2 separate regions of the Mus musculus genome follow, and region 2 is linked to region 1. A link is a contact called in public promoter capture Hi-C data. All regions are on one chromosome and are shown on one strand. The core of a region is the stretch at or near the end of the contact, and the rest is flanking DNA. Distances in the headings are between cores, read along the strand shown. Region 1 holds the start of Adad1 (adenosine deaminase domain containing 1 (testis specific)). Region 2 holds the start of Bbs7 (Bardet-Biedl syndrome 7 (human)).

What was found. Promoter capture Hi-C pulls out the DNA fragments that hold promoters and counts their contacts.
Region 2: a contact with region 1 is called in a promoter capture Hi-C map of embryonic stem cells, with 3 times the contacts expected there. The contact joins the promoter of Bbs7 here to the promoter of Adad1 in region 1. A contact is called at or near these places in 8 of 39 promoter capture datasets (the 3T3-L1 cell line, 3T3-L1-derived adipocytes, the C10 cell line and 3 more) and 1 of 115 datasets of contacts at active chromatin or transcription factors (embryonic stem cells).

The regions. Positions count from the first base shown.
Region 1 is chr3:37,059,629-37,066,090 of GRCm38.p6, reverse strand. Adad1 (adenosine deaminase domain containing 1 (testis specific)) reads right to left here and starts at 2,435. Exons shown (of 12, transcript NM_009350.3): 1 at 2,251-2,435; 2 at 1,731-1,910; 3 at 833-1,021. The coding sequence starts at 2,368.
Region 2 is chr3:36,610,599-36,617,060 of GRCm38.p6, reverse strand. It overlaps Bbs7 (Bardet-Biedl syndrome 7 (human)), which reads left to right and starts at 3,672. Exons shown (of 19, transcript NM_027810.3): 1 at 3,672-3,811; 2 at 4,984-5,049; 3 at 6,433-6,462. The coding sequence starts at 3,776.

The DNA.
Region 1 (6,462 bases), core at 1,186-3,685:
AACAAACAGAACAGCACTGGCAATCCTCAGAGCAGCAAAGTATCTTCACTGGGAATTTTTTGATCTTTCTTATTAAAAGCTTACATTTCCAAGGGTGATCTGAGAATAATGTAGGAAAGCTAAGAAGTTAAACTAATATTGAGACTGCTGTTTACCTAATGAAAGTACTACAGTTTACATTTTTGTCAAGTTTACTGGTATTTCACTCAAAGAAACTTATCTAAAATCTTCAGTAAAATTTCCAGAGCTTTAAATTATGTTGCAGAGATACCATCTTTGAGATCCATACAGGGAATTGTTAGAAAACTACAGAAAAAAAACTCTCTGCATGCACACAAATATTTCAAAGCTAGTTTCACTATCACATGTTAGTCAGTGCTTCTTAACAGCAAGTTCCTAAGGTTCTTGGTTAGAGCCCTCAACATGAAGAGACCAGAAGCCTTTCTGCTTCTGATTATACTCCTGTAGCCTTCCACAAATACACACAGTAAGGTGTACTTCAGGTTTAAGGGTATAAAGGAGAATGGCAGATGCCAGATAATTCTGCAGAGGCAACATCGACCATGCAAGTGCCCCTTTTCTTTTCAAATCCTTTAATTTCAGGGTGAAATCTGACCATGTTTTTCCTCAGGCATCACAATCACAGAATCTTATAATTTCAGAACAAATACTTGATCAACACTGACAGAAATGTGTCTTTATTTTGTCACAAAATACCTATTTAACCTTAACATTGTGTGTGGTAAGTAAATGTAAAACTGCTTATATACCCTACTTTTATTGGAAAAAATAATGCTAGTCCTGGGATAATTAGGCACAACTTCCATCTTACCTGTTGTTACAGTTTCCTTAAGGTCAAGCTGAACACGCTGCATTTGTGCAAACTGGTGCAAGGCCGACACGGGATTGATCTCTCCACGTTTGTATTTCATTATAAACTCTTTAGGTAGTTTTTTTGGAGGAAGGACAGGATTTGAAATAGATGAAAGACCTTTGGAAAGCAATGGCTCTGGAAAATTACCTAAGAACAAATGTTTTACTGGTCAGTTTGGTTTAAAGAAACCAGTCAAAGTACTAAACCCTTATACAATAAGCATGTTTTCCCCCCAAGTTCCTACTAGACAGTTTGGATACACCTACAACCACAACCTGTTACTGTATATGTCTTTTGGCACACTGAGGACACATTATACAGAAATACCATTTGTGATGGAAAAATTAATGGAATTTTAGTGATGTCTCAGAGATAAGTCATTTTTACAGATGAGGTCACTAAGGTCTAGAGTGGCAATGATATAGAACTGGTTTTGTTGAGACTACGATCTAGTTTTGTGTACCAGTCTGTTATAATGCCTATCCCACTGAGCTGTCTGATCCCAATTCAATCTAAGTATCACAGTATGTTTACTACTTCTTTATGTGAAGTAATATGTAGAATACAAAGTGCTTGCAAGTCTAGAACTTTCCCTGACACCCCATAGTGGGGGCAGGCTAAGTTATATTTCAAGTAATTCAACAGTGAAGGCAGGCAGGAACAAATAAAGGATCTGCGAAGTTAAAGACTTCTACAGGCCTCCTACTGTAATATGTCACAGTTACTAACTCCAAATGGCACACGGCCACAGAGATGAGAGACAACATACACCCACACCCACATCACTTAGCAGTTACTATCAATCCCATAATCTTTGTGTATCTAGGTACTTCTACAAATAAAAAGAAAGTTGTACCTGTCACTTGCGTAACCTTGGATGCCATATTCGACAGACTACAACTTTCAGAGGAATATCCAGTGGGCAAAGTTACTGTCTGAGCTGATGGCTGAACTGGCAAATTCTTTTTCAGCATCTGAGCAAAGCTGGGAACCCTGGAACTCTGAAACCAGTCATTGTTTCCAGAAGTTTTCTCTCCTGTTTAGGATGAAATTGACAGAAAATGAAAATCCTGGAAGAGGAACTCCCCAACACTTTTAGTTTGACCTAAGTTTTTCCCTCACACACATGCTCCCATGGCTACAAACAATCCCTCTTTAATTAACCTCAAAGCTGTGTTGTGTTTTAACAATTAACTTTTCCAAACTGTCCCCTAAACTCAACTATAAACGGTAATAGGAGCAGCTGAAGGGTCAGTGGAAAGCCACCACCGCCACCACTAACAGTGAATCAGAGCTGAGGGGCCTCATTAGCAAGGTCTAGAAAGCCGAGAACAAGAGGGGACAGAACCAAACCGACGGCCTCCCGGCCAGCGCACCCCCGACGCTGTCCTTCGCGCCCTCCCCGCCCAGGCTCGCCGGCAGGTGAGCTGCCAGAGGCAGGCCGAGCCGAGGGCCCGGGACCGGGGCTCGTCGGCTGCCGCCCGCGGTCGCCATTGCTGCGCTGCCACCGTCGACCTCTCGCCTCAGACCTCTGCGGGCCACGCGGTCAGTCGCGTCTTTCAAAAGGGCCCCTCGAGCTGACCCTGAGGAGCGGGGCCGACGCCCCCGTGGGCGCCCCTCGTCCAATCAGCAAGGACCTTCGCTCTGGCTCCGCCCCCGCGCCCTATGCGCGTGGGCTGCGTGTGTAGCTGGGCCTGGGTCACGGTGAATGGGGCGCAGGTTCCAGGCCTCATCTCTATGGACCCCGTTCTTCCGGCCTTGTCAGGTTGCATTCTTTTTGTAGAAGACAAAGTCCCAAGGTTCAGCCTCTCTGTCCCTGCCCCTCTCACCTCCTCATGTGGCTGCTTGTCCTCGCCCGACTTAGGGACACACTCAGCCACACACAGAGCGCTACAAAGCCGCTTATTCCCAACTCAGTCGTCCACACTTAGGACAACCTAGAGCGGTCACAGAGTACTACATGGCTCCATAGCCCCACTTCAGTTGTCTGCACACAGGGTGTCCCCAGTCGTCCCAGAGCAGCACATGGTTGCTTACCCCTGTGTCAGTTGTCTACACCGAGTGTGTAGCCTTCATAAAACACCAGGTGTCTTCGTGTCTTCTTAACCCCACTCAGTGTCTCTACCAAGGGGCGTCTTCCCCAGGGTCCTTGGAGACAGCCGGGGAAAGCTGAGGCTTGTTTCAAGGATACCCTTTACCCTTCTCCAGGTAAGATCTGAGAAAGGGCCCAGGGGTTAGGCCTCTGACAAGCAGAAGATCCCCTAGTGCAGCCCAAAAGAACAATCAGGAAGCCAGACGTGAGGCTGAAAGCAAATGGCCCTAATATCTGGGTGACTGATCTCCCTATGTCCCCTTTTAAGATGTTTCTCATACAGGTCAAAAGAGGACCTAACCAAGGTATTAACTAAAAGGTAGTTGAAAATAGTTTAAATAGTGAATTATCAAGTGTTGTGATGCAATCAAAGAGGCATCCAAAGGATTGTGTTTTGTTAGCACAAGATTGTGATGACATCGACCCTTTGATATGGGCAGATGTTCTTAAAGCCATTTTAAAAAGAGAAAAGGCCAATAGAACCGATGCCTATTTACCTAGTATAGCAAGAAATAACATTCATCCACAGCACACAGTGAAACTGAAGGCAAAAACGATCTCATTCTTGTAAGTAGGTAGCGTTTGCAGTAACTATTTTTCTTTAGTTATTATCAACATGTCTTGACTAAATTGTTTCATCAAAAGCCCATTAACAACTAATGATCCGGAAATTTTTGTTGCTTGTTGCAGATAGCCCTGGGGCTAATTATATTTGATGTTAATTCCGTTCTCCTCCTGAGGGGTTACAAACAAGCAGTGAGTCAGTGCTCTGGTGATTTCCTGTAAACCTTCTTCCCACCTTAATTTATAAAATAAAGGCTAGAGCCGGTGATTGGGCTGAAAAGAGGGGAAGGTGGAGCTGAAGGTTTTGGGAGAAAAGGAGGGAGAGAGAGAGGACCACGGAGGAGGAAGAAAAAGGAAAGTGGAGCTTCTAAGGGGTTTCTTATATGGGGAAGATGGCAGTGTAGTGGTAGATCTGCCCAATCCAGGCACATAGCATATATTCATGTTAACTGTGTTGTGTTTTCATTGCCTGGGCTTATTTGGGTTGGAGATTTACCACAACAGTTGCTAACCATAAAGATGGGAATAAAATATTTAATAACCTAATCCAATTATATTAAAGTCAAATATAAAGATAGACGTGGAACAGAAGTAGAAGTTGAAGGAACAAAAGGAAAAAAATATATATATAATGACTCAGTGGATAAAGGCACCTGCTGTGAAGCATTATAACTTAGTTTGATCCTAAAAAGGAGAGAATTAGCTCCTATAGGTTCTCCTCTAAATACACACACACACACACACACACACACACACACACACACACACACACACAGACACACACACAGAGGAGAGAGAGAGAGAGTATTTAAAATATACAATATACAGAAAAATGATGATAAAAGTCCCTCTGTTTCCCCTTGTGTTACTTTGTATAACCACGACAAATTGACTAAAACTAAGAAATATTATAATACATTCTTTTGGACTTCAGAGTTTCTGTAATAATCTCCAATTTCTTTTAGGATTCAGAGGTTGCCACATACATTCAGGCACTTTTTCCTTTGTCTCCTGTGGTCTGTGATTTTTTTTTAAGTCTTGTTTCTTATGCTTAGATATATTTAAAGAGTACAGGTCCCAGACAATGTCATCTAATTGAGGGATAGATGAAGTGATGAATCAGAAAATGGCTGATTTGAGCCAGGGAGACAGAATTCAGAAAGATCTAGAAAGAGTGAGTTTATTTAGCAGTCAGTCTCAAAGGCTGAAACATTCTAAGCTGTAAGCTGAAGCCTTCAGAGCTTACAGAAGATTAGATTGTATGGAGGCTAGAAGCGTCCAGGCCTAGGCCTAGGGATAGAACAGAGAAGGAAATGCTCTGAACTCAGCACAAGCTATTTGTAAAGTCTGGTTATGGCTCTCATCTCATCCCTTCCTCTGAGAGAAAAAACAGTGACATTTACACTTGTAGGTGGGAACAACCTGAAAACTTAAGCAGCATATCTCACAGTCACTGTCTCATTTGGATCAATATTCCTGTGTGAGCTGAGACCATTCTTTGACTTTGTATTAGCAGGCATTTTAGTCCCTTAGAAACCAACATGTTAGAAACAGTTAAACCTAATTTAAAGTTTCAACAGCCTTGTGTGTACATTTACCCACTGTGATGTTTTGTGTATGCTCTGCTCAGGGAGTGGTACAATTAGAAGGTATGGCCCTATTGGTGTAGGTGAATCACTGTGGGTGTGGGCTCTGAGACCCTCATTCTAGCTGCCTAGAAGTCAGTATTCTGCTAGCAGCCTTCATATGAAGAGGTAGAACTCCCAGCTCCTCCTGCACCATGCTTGCCTGGATGTTGCCATGTTCCCACCTTGATAATGGACTGATCCTCTGAACCTGTGAGGTAGGCCTAATTAAATGTTGTCCTTATAAGAATTGCCTTAGTCATGGTGTCTGTTCACAGTGGTAAAACCCTAAGACACCAACTTGATTATCAACTACCTACAAATCATATCATTTAAGGTCTAATTGTTGGTGTTAATAGGAGTGCACCAGAGACGGCCACTCAGACATATTTATAGACAATTGCAAGTCTTTATTCCAGCTGGCTGGGACTAAACTCAGTTATTCAGTACCCAAGTGAAGTCCCAAGTATTTAGGATAAGGGATTTTAAAAGGCAACCCTACATCCTGATATCTTGCTTGGCATCTGTAAGGAGAGGTTTTAAGCAAGCAAGCAGTTTAACAGAAGCTGTTAGCTGGGGCATTTTGATCTTGGTTTCCTAGACAAGAGTTGGATAATTTTCCACAGGATTTTCCATCAAGGTAAAATTTTAGATAAACTTAAATTGATCTCAGCAAGATACAAGATGAAAGAACTCCTCACTGCTGTGTCCTGTCACACTGTCACCCTTCTATATTGGTCAAGGACTTGCAGGCACACAATGATCCGAGGTTTTCTCAGAATTGAGGGAATAGCAGTGGTGAAGGAAAGAAGTGTGAGTTCAGAATCTTAGAATACACTCACCTATTCTATCCTCAGAGCTTTAAAATTCCATCTGGGTTGCCATGTTACAGGAAAATTTGGGAAAGTCCCATGTTGGACAGTAGATGTTATTGGAAAGACTGTGGCTCCCTTTCATGAATTCTTTGTTAAATTAACAAAAAATTTTAATGGACTCAGAAGGAAATTTAGGGACAATTTTGTAATTTTAGGAATTCAGCAGGGAATGGAGGTCAACAAGCAGACACATGACCAATAGCAGGTATGCAATATTCCAGAAAGGGGAGAGCACTGTTAGCTTTAGGAAAGAGTGAGAAAGCCAAGCATATCTAAGAAAACATGCTAACCAATATTTAAAGAAAAAAGAAAAAAGGAAAAGGAAACTTATTGTTGGTGTTCCTTCCAACTTGGATGGAAAGGTCTTCTGGGACTTGGGAGCCTATGTGCCACACAGCTCTGAGGTACCTCAATGGAAGGGTATCCTAAGAT
Region 2 (6,462 bases), core at 2,423-4,922, 450 kb after region 1:
CAGTCATATCTTTGTTTTCAGTTGGTTTCTGTGTAGGAAGGGTTGGAGATGAGGGTCAGCTTTTGTCCTTACTTGTAGATACCCAGATTTTCCAGTACCATTTATTGAAGAGTTGATCTTCTCTATTGCTGGTTTGGACACTATTGTTGAGATCAGTTGGCTGTAGATGGCTTTGGATTATTTCTTTTTTGTTGTTGTTGTTGTTTTTATTTTATTTTATTATATATTTTCTTTATTTACATTTCAAATGCTATCCTGAAAGTTCCCTATACCCTCCCCCCACCCTGCTCCCCTACCCACCCACTCCCACTTCTTGGCCCTGGCGTTCCCCTGTACTGGGGCATATAAAGTTTGCAAGACCAAGGGGCCTCTCTTCCCAATGATGGCCGAATAGGCCATCTTCTGATACATATGCAGCTAAAGATACGAGCTCTGGGGGTACTGCTTAGTTAATATTGTTGTTCCACCTATAGGGTTGCAGACCCCTTCAGCTCCTTGGGTACTTTCTCTAGCTCCTCCATTGGGGGGCCCTGTGATCCATCCTATAGGTGACTGTGAGCATCCACTTCTGTATTTGCCAGACACTGGCATAGCCTCACACGAGACAGCTATATCAGGGTCCCTTCAGCAAAATCTTGCTGGCATATGCAATAGTGTCTGGGTTTGGTGGCTGATTATGGGATGGATCCCCAGGTGGGGTAGTCTCTGGATGGTCCATCCTTTCGTCTTAGCGCTTTGGATTATTTCTAAGCTTTTTATTTTGTTCCTTCTGTCTATTTGTAGGAGGTAGGTCAGTATCAAGCTGGCTCTGTCACTTTATGGCTGTGGTGTATCTTGAGATCAGACACTATAATGCCGCTAGCTCTGTTCTTTTTGGTCTGTTCTTTTTGATATTTGGGGTTTTTTCTGTCTCCATAAACATTTAGGGTTTTTTTTCTAGTTCTTTGAAGAACGCTATTGATATTTTGATGAGATTGTACAGAGTCTATGTATCACTATAAGTTAACATGGACATCTTAACAGTATTAATTCTTCCAGTTCAATAATATGGGGTGGGGTTCCTTTTTCTTCCGTGTTTCTGTGAGTGAAAAATGAATTTTTTCATTAGTGTTTTATTTATTTTTTGAGACAGGATCTCACTCTATAGCTCTGGCTGTCCTGAAATTCACAGAAATCCACCTGCCTCCGTTTCCTTGGTGCAGGGATTAAAGGAGTGTGCCACCGCACCTGATAATTCCCATCCTTAATACAATGTATCCCTAAGCAAGCTTTAGTCATGTGACTCGCACCCAGCGATGCAGTGCTGGCAATCAAGCCTAGGGCTTTGTAAATGCAAGGCAAGCACCCTACCAACTGAGCCACATCTACAGAACCCCTAGGCTATTTATTTAGTAAATTAATTTGTCTCAGAAAGTTTGGTGCACAAAATGATGAGTTTTATATGTTAATTTTGTACACCTCAATTTTACAAACTTAATTTATTAGTTCTAACACTCTTAGCAAGGTCTTTAAGTCTTTCTATATATAGATCATATCATCTGCAAACAGAGACAATGTAACTTCTTTTTCAATTTGTATACTTTTATTTCTTTCTCTTCCTAATTACTCCACAGTCCAGTACTATACTAAGAGTGGCAAAAGGGGATGCTCTTAACTTTTTCCAGATCTTAGGAGAAATGCTTCCAGATTTCCCCCTTCACTTTGACATTCATTGGCTGTGGACTTTTATTATATAGACTTTATGATGACACATGGTTATTTATATATTTTATATGCATTGGTGTTTTGTATGCATGTTTGTCTGTGTGAGAGTGTCAGATCCCCTGGAACTGGAATTATAGACAGATGTAAGCTGCGATGTGGTTACCAGGAATTGAACCAAGATCCTCTGGAAGAGCAGCTAGTGTTCTTAACTATTGCTTCTCTCCAGCCCTGGCACACGTTCTTTATACAGTTAGATTTGCTCAAAGGTTTTTTTCACAAAAGCATGTTGAAATTTTATGTTTTGGGTTTTTTTTTTTTTGAGACAGGTTTTCTCCATGTTACCCAGGGCTTTTCATTAATGACCAACTTACCCAGACTTAGGGGTAGCTGGCCTCACAGGTGTGCTTGACAGCTCCTGGCTGGAATGATGTCTTCGTTGTGCTGTTGGAATCGTTGCTAGGTTGTTTGCTTGCTTGTTTTGAAATTTTTACTTCTTTGTTTCATCAGTGATCTTTGTTTAGACTTTTCATTGACTTTTTCCCTTCTTTCACCTTTTTTTCTTTCTATTTTTAAGTTTTAAAGAAAATAAGTCTATTTTTGCTCACAACTCTAGTTCATATCCGTTGGAAGGATTGCACCTGCTGATGCTCTTTTTGTTAGTAGCCTGAAGGTAGAACAAGACAAGTGGCAAGAGACTGTGTGTGAGATGTGCATGGGGGTGTGTGCATGGGTGTGTGTGTGTGTGTGTGTGTGTGTGTGTGTGTGTGTGTGTGTGTGTGTTTCTCTTGTGTCCTGTTTTGGTTTGGTATGAGGAAATGCTGGCCTACAAGAGTTTGAAAAAGCCCCATCCTTTCAATTTTAGGAAATAGTTTGGGAAGAATTGGTGCTTTTGTTTGAAGTCGCCTGTCCTGAACTTTCTTTTTAAGGTGACTTCTCATTACTTGCTATTGGTTTTTTTGTTTGTTTGTTTGGTTTGGTTTTGGTTTTGGTTTTTCGAGACAGGGTTTCTCTGTGTAGCCCTGACTGTCCTGGAACTCACTTTGTAGACCAGACTGGCCTCGAACTCAGAAATCCGCCTGCCTCTGCCTCCCGAGTTTACTCAGATTTTCTGTGTCGTTACTGTCTAGTTTCTCCGCTTATTCTATTGTTTCAAACTCATTTCTTAGGTATTATTATTATGTTTCGATTTGATTTGTTTGACTCAGAGTCTTGTACTGTGGCCCTGGGGGAGGGGAGTGTAGTTATAGAATGGGAGGAAGAGGATTGGCAAGATGGCTCAGCAGGTAATGGGCAGGTTGCCACCAAGCCCAACGATCCTCAGGGTGGAAAGAATGACTCCTGAAAGTTGTACTCAGACTTCGACATGACCTCCAAAACACACACACACACACACACACACACACACACACACACACACACACACACACACACTACATAAATACAGTTTATGGGGGGTTGTTGTTTTAGAATTTGCGTGCCAGGCTGGAAGGTGGCTCAGTGTTTTTAAGAGCACTTGCTGCTCTTGCACAGGACCCAAGATTAGGTTTCTTAACAAACACATGGGAGTCCCAAGGCCCTGGCCTCCTTAGAAGGCAACACGCATGTGATGCACATTAATACATCAGGCACTATTCATATACACACAAAACAAAAATAAATATTTGAGGGGAAAATTTGTATGACAAAGCCTAAAATGAAGAACCAGGAGTAGAACAAGGCACAAAATATTCGCTTCTCCAGAGTTTCATTCAGAGCTGAAGGAACATGCATGAGCGAAGCTCCAGCGAAGCTCCAAGCAGATCGCTGGCCCAGCGGCCCAGAGCTGGGAGGCAGAGAATGCGCCCCGGTTGCCTTGGAAACCGGCCAGCGTCTGAGGACCGTTCCCTCCGCCCCCCTTTCCTGGTGCAGCTCCCCGGGAGAGGGCGGGGCTTCACAGTGAGCTAAGATGGGTCACGTGTCGAGCCCGCGTTGCTGGGCGCCGCTGCCCTGACGCAGGCCGGCTCGTCAGTCTAGTGGTGGGCTCTCCGAGGGAAGGCTTCCACAGCGGGTCCCGCCTCTCCGTGCGGCCGCCATGGATCTGACGTTAAGCCGGGCAGACTACCTCCAGGTAAACCGATTGGCGGGCGCCCTCGTGGGTGGACGCGGGCCTGGGGAAGCCCCGGTCCCTCCAGGCCCGGGTCCTGGGGGTGTCCCAGCCGCTCCCAGTGGTCTCGACCGCCCTGTCACTCCCACTGGGCCTGACCACACCAGCCAGATTTCAATGAACCATCACAGCCCTAATGAACTGACTAAATCATCACAAAAATTTGCCACTAAGGTAGTTAGTGCAAATGAAGAATTAGGAGCCCAGAGAAGGTAAATACTTGGCCCCGTAGTAACAAATCATGCAGTTGCTGTTTGAATCAAAGCGCCGGACTCCAGAGCGGGCATCCCTGTGGTGCATGGCTTCTTATCCCTCCTACCCATCTCTTAAGAAGTTCTTCGTGGTATAAACATCCACTTAGTTCCCCAGGGCGTTGGGCCAGATAGTTCTCTTTAGTATTTTATGGAAGCTACACCCTGACAATATCTCTTGGATCTGTCCAATTAGTCACCATCTCTGTGATTCCCAGTTTGGGTTCTCATCTTTAGCTTGGATGGATAGGACCTACAATCTCCAAGTCCAACTTCCCCAAGCTATGGTTCAAAGCACTTGACAATGTTAAACTAAATGGATTGCTTAAAACTGTAGCAGCGTGCCTAAAAATTCAGAATAGTTATACATGCACCAAGCAGGTTTTCTCATGATTGGTTGTTTTTAAGTTCTGGTGACAGTCACCTTTGATGAACAAGTCATGCTGTTTTTCCTCGCTGTGCCTTTTGTAAATAGTCATGGTCAGTTTCACTGGAATCTTAGGATGTCAGCAGGTATGTTATTTCAGCGGAAGTCCCCTATTTCCCATCACTAATAGGAAGGGCTTCTGAAGATATTTTCTGAAGCTCCTTGCCAGTAATGTTACACGATTATATATATATTTTAAACGTTTTGGATTGTTTCCTGTATTCCGACCTTCTCTGACATATTTCATCAAAATGAAAGTTAACTGATAAGAATATACATTTCAGTGAGAAAAAAAAAAACCTAAAACTGAAAAAAACTAAAACTCCCATGATGTGGTCTGTTCTTCTTAAATTATCAATGTAAGAACTTCAAATTACAGCATGTCCGAAAGCATCCACTTTCGGATGTTCAAATTACAGCATGTAGAAAGCAACTAGCTGGCTGTTCTGTTTCCTTAGGTCGGAGTGACCTCTCAGAAAACTATGAAGTTGCTTCCTACCTCAAGACAAAGGGCTACACAAAAGGTGCTGTAGATGCTGCCTTCTCCGCCTTCTCCTGCCTCTCAAAGGGCAGGCTCACGTTGCCATCCTTACTGGTACCTTGGTGTGTAACAGGTGCTGACATTAAGATGGAAATGAACAAAGTTGGAATAGGAGCCAACGTTTACAGAAAGTAGTGTCCTCGGACATTGATATTACATACAAGTAGTAAGTTGTGTGAGGAAACTCGGTAAGGACCATACATCATGAGCTTCAGCTGCAGTTCAGTAGTAGGGACTTAGTTACCATGTTCAAGGCCCTGAGGTTAGTCCCTAGCACTGAAAAAACAAAACAAACACTCCATTTTTGGTAATAATTCACTCTGTGTACCATGGAAAACGAAGTGTAAAGTTCAACAGAACATTGATTTCTGTAAACTTTCTATTTTGTTGTTGTTTCTATTTTGTTTTTACTTATTTTATTTTTGAGACATGCTTTGATGTGGCTGAGGCTGGCCTCGAACTCTTGATCTTCCTACCTCAGCATCAGAAGTTCAGGGATTGTAGGCATGTGCAGTCATGCCTGGTTTAAATCTACCCTTACTGAGTTAGTGTTTTTAATGTTGAACTTTGTATTAGCTTGACATCTTATAGACAAAAACGAATTATTTTGTAGAGTAGTATGGTATTTTAATAGCTGTAAAGGAAATATATTATTTTGATATGTTTACATTTATCAAGATGAATTACAAGATTTTTTTCCTGATAAATGGACTTAAATACATTATTTGACCTTTGGCTGCATTTTTGAAGTGATTTACATAAGGTCAGTTCTTACAAATAAGGTATTTAAATATATGAGAGGAACCTGACATTTCAAGAATAATAAATCAAGATTATTGTTTATTATATTCTATATATAATAGCACTCTCCAAAAGTTTACTCATTTAAATTGCTGAGGATCCGAAAGAACTTATGTATGTAATATTAGTACTTACTATATGAAAATTAAATCTCAGAAATTCTTAAATCCATCATGTTTACATTAAGACTATATTTTTATTAAAATATCTAATATTTAGTAAATGTCTATTATTTTCAAAATAGGATAACTTAGAGATAATAGTGACATTATATTATATTTTTGCAAGTTCTTAAGCAAAGGTAGGTTTTCTCTGCTTTCAGTCAGTTGTGATGATTTTGTTTTGGTTGCAATACATAGGGAAAAACTCATTAAGTCAGTTTACATGGATATATAGTTGAAAATAGAGAAAGATCTTCAAGTAGCTTTTTCAGATAACTGTAGCTTTTGGTGCTATATTTAAATTTGATGGGGTTTCTTGGGTGTTCTTGTAGTGTGTCATCTGAAGGCACTGGTGAGCTTTTTACCATAACAATAAATTTAGACTCTGAATCCATGTGTTGCAGGTGGTTGTTGGAGATCAAGATGGGGTAGTG